Regions from separate parts of the Mus musculus genome. Here region 1 is linked to region 2. Evidence: chromatin contacts called from public HiChIP or PLAC-seq data. All regions are on one chromosome and are shown on one strand. Each heading gives the region's core, a stretch centred on a gene start, on an enhancer-like site or on the middle of the called end of the contact. The rest is flanking DNA. Distances are from core to core; before and after follow the strand shown.

What was found. HiChIP or PLAC-seq counts read pairs in DNA pulled down with a chosen protein or histone mark.
Region 1: a contact with region 2 is called in an H3K4me3 HiChIP or PLAC-seq map of neural tube, with 8 times the contacts expected there. The contact joins the promoter of Mrps23 here to the promoter of 4930556N13Rik in region 2. A contact is called at or near these places in 17 of 39 promoter capture datasets (the 3T3-L1 cell line, 3T3-L1-derived adipocytes, the C10 cell line and 10 more), 2 of 484 Hi-C or Micro-C datasets (B cells and embryonic stem cells), 26 of 115 datasets of contacts at active chromatin or transcription factors (T-cell acute lymphoblastic leukemia, bone marrow-derived macrophages, cardiomyocytes and 16 more) and 4 of 9 other capture datasets (adipose tissue, liver, macrophages and 1 more).

Annotation. Positions count from the first base shown.
Region 1 is chr11:88,202,961-88,205,660 of GRCm38.p6, reverse strand. It overlaps Mrps23 (mitochondrial ribosomal protein S23), which reads right to left and starts at 1,273. Exons shown (of 5, transcript NM_024174.6): 1 at 1,176-1,273; 2 at 302-472. The coding sequence starts at 1,219.
Region 2 is chr11:88,850,181-88,852,880 of GRCm38.p6, reverse strand. It overlaps 4930556N13Rik (RIKEN cDNA 4930556N13 gene), which reads right to left and starts at 1,277. Exons shown (of 5, transcript NR_126433.1): 1 at 1,045-1,277; 2 at 598-679. The region is part of intron 1 of Akap1 (A kinase (PRKA) anchor protein 1); the gene reads left to right.

The DNA.
Region 1 (2,700 bases), core at 24-2,523, 650 kb after region 2:
TACCTCATACAGAACAGAGGCCAGTTAACAAACACTTTATCTGCAACTTTGTCAGTTTAGTCTCCAGATTCCACTTCTTAGAACTTCTGTTTCTGGGCTGGAGAGATGGCTCAGTGGTTAAGAGCACTGACTGCTCTTCCAGAGATCCTGAGTTCAATTCCCAGCAATCACATGGTGGCTCACAACCATCTGTAATGCGATCTGATATCCTCTTCTGGTGGTCTGGTTGGCAGACTTCTACATGAGCCTTCCTCTCTGAAGGTCTGCGGCACCCTGCTCACTATAGGGGATAGACACTTACGCTCGAATCTGATCCTCCTGGTAAAAGATGTCCTGGATGTCAGCTTTGGCTTTGCCGTATCGCAAGCGGGGCCTTCGGAAGACAGGCTCTCTCAGGGGTGGAAAGGCCTTATATATGTCATACCACAGTGGCTTCTCTTTCAACACCCCGGCCCGCATCAGATCCCTCGTCCTTAGAAAGGGAACAGAACCAAGGTCAGTCGGTTACCACAGGGTTGTAAAGTCTCTGAATCAACTTAAACGAAGGAAAGAGCAGCCTGGTAGGGGTGAGCTGAAATGGGCCTCCCGCCTAAAGGAGGCACGGCCAATACACACAGCAACCTAGCATGGCCACAGTGTTAAGTCCAGTTGGTTAGCTCTCATGTAGCCTAGGCTAGACTTAAACTAAAGAGTGTGGCCAAGGATGACCTTGAATTTAGTGCCTCCCTGCACTTCCCTAGAGCTAGGATTACAGCGTGTCCACGCAGGCTTTTTGTTTTGACAGAAGTCCACCAGTAGCCTTGCTACGAAGCCAGGTTGGCCCCGGTCTTGTGGCAATCCTCCTGCCTCGCCTCCTAAGTGCCGAGACTACGCGCGCGAGCCACGACACACAGCTTCCATCTTCTTGCACGGGTCCCACCCACCGTTCCATAGTGAAAAAGCAAGACCTGTCCAGTCAGGCCCTTCAGCTTCTTTACTGTAGAAGGTCTCCACCGAAATGGGGTGGCGAGCACAATCTGACAGGACAGAAATCCAAGGGGACAGAGACAAACCACACCGATTCCGTGCCAAGGGCATCACCTGGCTCGGACACCCGCAACCGCATCCCCTAAGGATATGCCAGGAGGGTCGTGACCCGCTAGGAACTCTGCCCTCGCCCAACTCGGAGCACGCACCGGGAGAACACGCTCCCCACCGTCTCCAGCCGGCTCCCCGCCATGGCCACTTGGGCTAGAAAGCCTCGGGCTGTTACCGGAAGCGGAAGCGGCAGCAAGCAAGCCAAGGGGGAACAAGCGGCTGGCCGAGCCGAGGATGACAGTCCCGCCTCGACGTCATCCGGACGGCGGAACCAGGCAGAAGCAAACGATGGGCTGAGCAGGAGCCCTCAGGTCCTGCGTCCGGGTGGGTGGGGGTGGGGTGGGGTGGTCAGATACGAATAATCGATTCCCGAGCCAAAAGAGCGGGAGCGCGCCAAAGCTGCGCAAGAGTAGCAAACGACCGGTCCTGGGGAAAGGTGGAGTGTGGCGCCTGCTTTCTTCTCTCTAACTTTGCAAAGCTTCCTCCTCTCTGGCAGGGTGGAGGGAATAGTGTGGAGCTCGCCGGGATGCAGCACATCCTACAGTCAGGAACAGCTAGCCAATATGACATTTGAGGACACCAGGCTCGACTAAGCCTAATCTTAGCCACTCACACTACTCAGAAACTGAGACCCAAATAGGGGCGAAGTAACTTTTCCAAGTGACACGAGCCTCCAGGCCTCCTTCCTCGGCCTTTTGCGCCTTAAGCGGGGCTCAGCAGAGCAGTCTGTTTTCAGGCTCAGTGGAAAGCTGCCTGTAAGTAGTAGTTCCTCCGCTGGAGGCGTCCCTCGCCCGCCCGCTAGCGCTGGAGTTTTAAGAAGTAAAAGCCCAGAATGAATGCATTCGGAGGAAGAAAATAAAAATCTGGGGGAACGTAGTCTGTCATTGTTCAACTGTTCAAAGTATGGGTTTGGAGGAATATCCGTTGGAGAAGCACCCCTTAGAAATTTCATCAGGGTATTTGTGCGAAGAACATCATGGTTGATCGTAGTGACAAGATTTAAAAAAAAACAACAACAACAACAAAAACAAAACATCGGGCTGGAGAAAGAGTTCATCAGTTAAGAGCACTGACTGCTCTTCCAGAGGACCCAGATTCGAGTTCTAGCACACACAGGGTGACATAACCACCTGTCACTCTAGTCCCTGGAGATTTGATGTTCTCTTCTGAACACTGCAGGTACCAGGCATGTATGTGGTGTACAGGCTTACGTTCGTGCAAAATACTGATACACATGAAATTAATTAAAATTCATCATATGATCAGGAGGTGGTGGGTCATACCTTTAATCCCAGAACTCAGGAGACAGAGGCGGACGATCTCTGAGTTTGAGGCCAGTCTGGTGATGTACAGATCAAGTTGCAGGACAGCCAGGGCTACACAGTGAGATGCTGTCTAAGAAAAATAAAAAAACAAAAAACAGAAGAGCAACAACAAATATTTCATCGAATGAAAAGTAGTAGAGGATGTTAGCACACGCCTTTGATCCCAGCACTTGAGATGCAGAGGCAGGCAGATATTGAATATCTGTAAGTTAAGGCCAGCCTGACCTACATGGTGAGTTTCAGAAGCCAAGGCTGTGTAGAGAAAGACCCTATCTCAAAATAAACTAGTGGCTGGAAA
Region 2 (2,700 bases), core at 28-2,527:
TTTTCTCTTCTGCCTTTGTGATTTCTCCGTTGCTGGCATCGTTAGCCACACATCAATATCTTTCCTTACTTACCTCTTGTGAAGCCACATACCATTTGGTTTTTATTTGCTTGGTCTTGAGACAGGGCCTCTAACTCGTGATCCTCCTGTCTTTTAAGCAAGCCTGTTGTCAGATCACTGCTCATATCTTTGGAGCAGGCCTGTGTGGTACCTTCTGTGGTGAGGTGAGAACTCCATGTACCCAGGAGTGCATTCCTGAATCTGCTTTGTAATCACCCCCTAGAGCCTGACAGAATTCTCTCGTAAAAACCAGGCAATAATAAAGAGACCAAGATGGGGGCCAGGAGGGACTGGACACAGCCTTCAAACTTTTCAAAAACCACACCCCTGTGCAAAGGCATGGTGGTGCATACCTTTGATCCTAGCATTAGAGAGGCAGAGGTGGATGTCTGAGTTCCAGGACAGCCTGGTCTATAGGACAGCTAGGGCTACACAGAGAAACATTGTCTTGAAAAAAAATACTAAAAAACAACAATAACAATAAATGGTTGTGCTTAAAACAAACAAACAAACAAAACCCCCAAACCACACCCCTACCTGAGATGAAGTAACTGGGGAGACCACTGTAGGAGAGTTTGCTTTCTCACATCACTAGAAAGGACTGAGGCGCTGGACCTGTCTGCAAGGAGAGGTGGACACTCTGTTCCTGATTGGTTGGTTGGTTCCTTTGTGTTACCAAGGTTTTTTAAATTTTATGTGTGTAGGTATTTTATCTGCATGTGTGTATGTGCACCACGTGGATACAGTGCCTTCAGGAGGCAGAAGAGGGCATCAGAGCCTCTGGGACTCCAGTCTAAGAAGGTTTTGAGCCACGGTGTGGGTAGTGAGAATTGAACCCAGGTCCTATGTAAGGGCAGCCAGTGCTCTCAACAGCTAAGCCCTTTTAACCAGATTCTTTAAGCTGGAAGTTAGTTAACTACTGATTGGGCTGGCAAGGAAGATCCCATGCTTAGAATGGGAGTTTTAGTTTCCAGCTCGTCTTACCTGGGCCTCTCAGTTCTAGACCTTAGCTTTCCTTTTTGGCCAGAGAAGTTTCACCAAGTGGGTCTTGAGCTTCTGCCCTCCTGCTGTGGAGCAGGCTGAGAAAGTGTTCCAGGGTGTTGGTTGGGGAGATGGCTCATCTGTACCTGTGCAAGGAGTTAGTTACCCTAGGGTGAATCTGTCTGTCTTGTCTGCCAGTCTACATACCTGCACTGGCTGGCTTGCTGCCCTGTAAGGCCATCACAATAGAGGTGTAGGGCTAACCTTGGGCGGGCCAGCCAGCCCATTATGAGCTAACACGGAATCCTGATGGTGCTCGCATGAGTCAGCTTGCTCAGACCCCCAGGGATGAAGGGAACACCCGGGCTAGGCTAAGACCAGCGGGCCTGAGGCATGGCTCCATCTCTGTGACCCTGGGCCTCAGCCATGCTGCCGCGGGAGAGTGGCCCAGGCTCACCATCACCCCCAGAACTGCACTCTGCCAGCAAGGTTGGTGCTAGGCAGGACCTCTCATGTCCTGGGATTTTCTGGGGAAACCTTCTAGTACTTGCTGTCACCCAAGCTGTCGCCACCAGCGTGTGGATATTTAAACTGACTTTACATAAGACTAGACATTGAGGTTTTTCAGTCGCATTTGTCATACTTCAGTGCTCAGTAACCTCCTATGGCTAAGTGCCTGACTGCCAGTGTTGGCCAGAAATCACATGGGGATCGCCGCAGTCAGCCGTTACCTCTGGTGATCTGCCCCACTTGACGAGACTGCCAGGCCTTCTCGCCAGTTCTTTAGGTCAGCTCCTAGGACACCTTCAGGCTCTGCCCAGGGACTTTGCTCCCCTCTCCTACCCTTAAAAACATCAGAACCATAAAAAGGTCACCTCTCCCCTGTATCTGTAGCAGCCTATAGAAATCCTTGCCTTAAAGATTAGCTTATTTTTATTTTATGTGTATGAGATGAGCTTTTGCCTGAATATATATGTATGAGCACTGCATGTGTGCCTGGTACCTAGGCAGGCCAGAAAGGGGGGGGGTCATCTCCTGGAACTGATGGCTATACACTTCCTTATGTGTCCTGGGAAATGAACCCATGTCCTCTGGAAGAGCAGAAGTACCCTTCACTACTGAGCCATCTCTCCAGTCCTTTTTTTTTTTTTTTTTTTTTTTTTTTTTTTTTTGGTTTTTCCAGACAGGGTTTCTCTGTGCAGCCCTGGCTGTCCTGGAACTCACTCTGTAGACCAGGCTGGCCTCGAACTCAGAAATTCACCTGCCTCTGCCTCCCGAGTGCTGGGATTAAAGGCGTGTGCCACCACGCCCGGCTCATCTATCCAGTCCTAATCCAGATCTTTGAAAAAGTTTTTCTGGGCTCCACCGAGACTTGTGTAGGTGTGTGTGTGTGTGTGTGTGTGTGTGAGAGAGAGAGAGAGAGAGAGAGAGAGAGAGAGAGAGAGAGAGAGAGAGAGAGAGAGAGAGAGAGAGAGAGAGAGTGAGAGTGTCTCCGAGATAGTCTTCTGGTAGATCATCTGCTCCTTAGGAGCAGCAGAGCTGAGAGCTCAGAAACCGCTGTGGACAGAAACTAGAGGCTCTTTCTCTCGCTGCCAGGCAGGGAACCACAATTGTATGTTCTTCTTTCCTTAACTCACACGCCAAGGAACTTCCTATGGA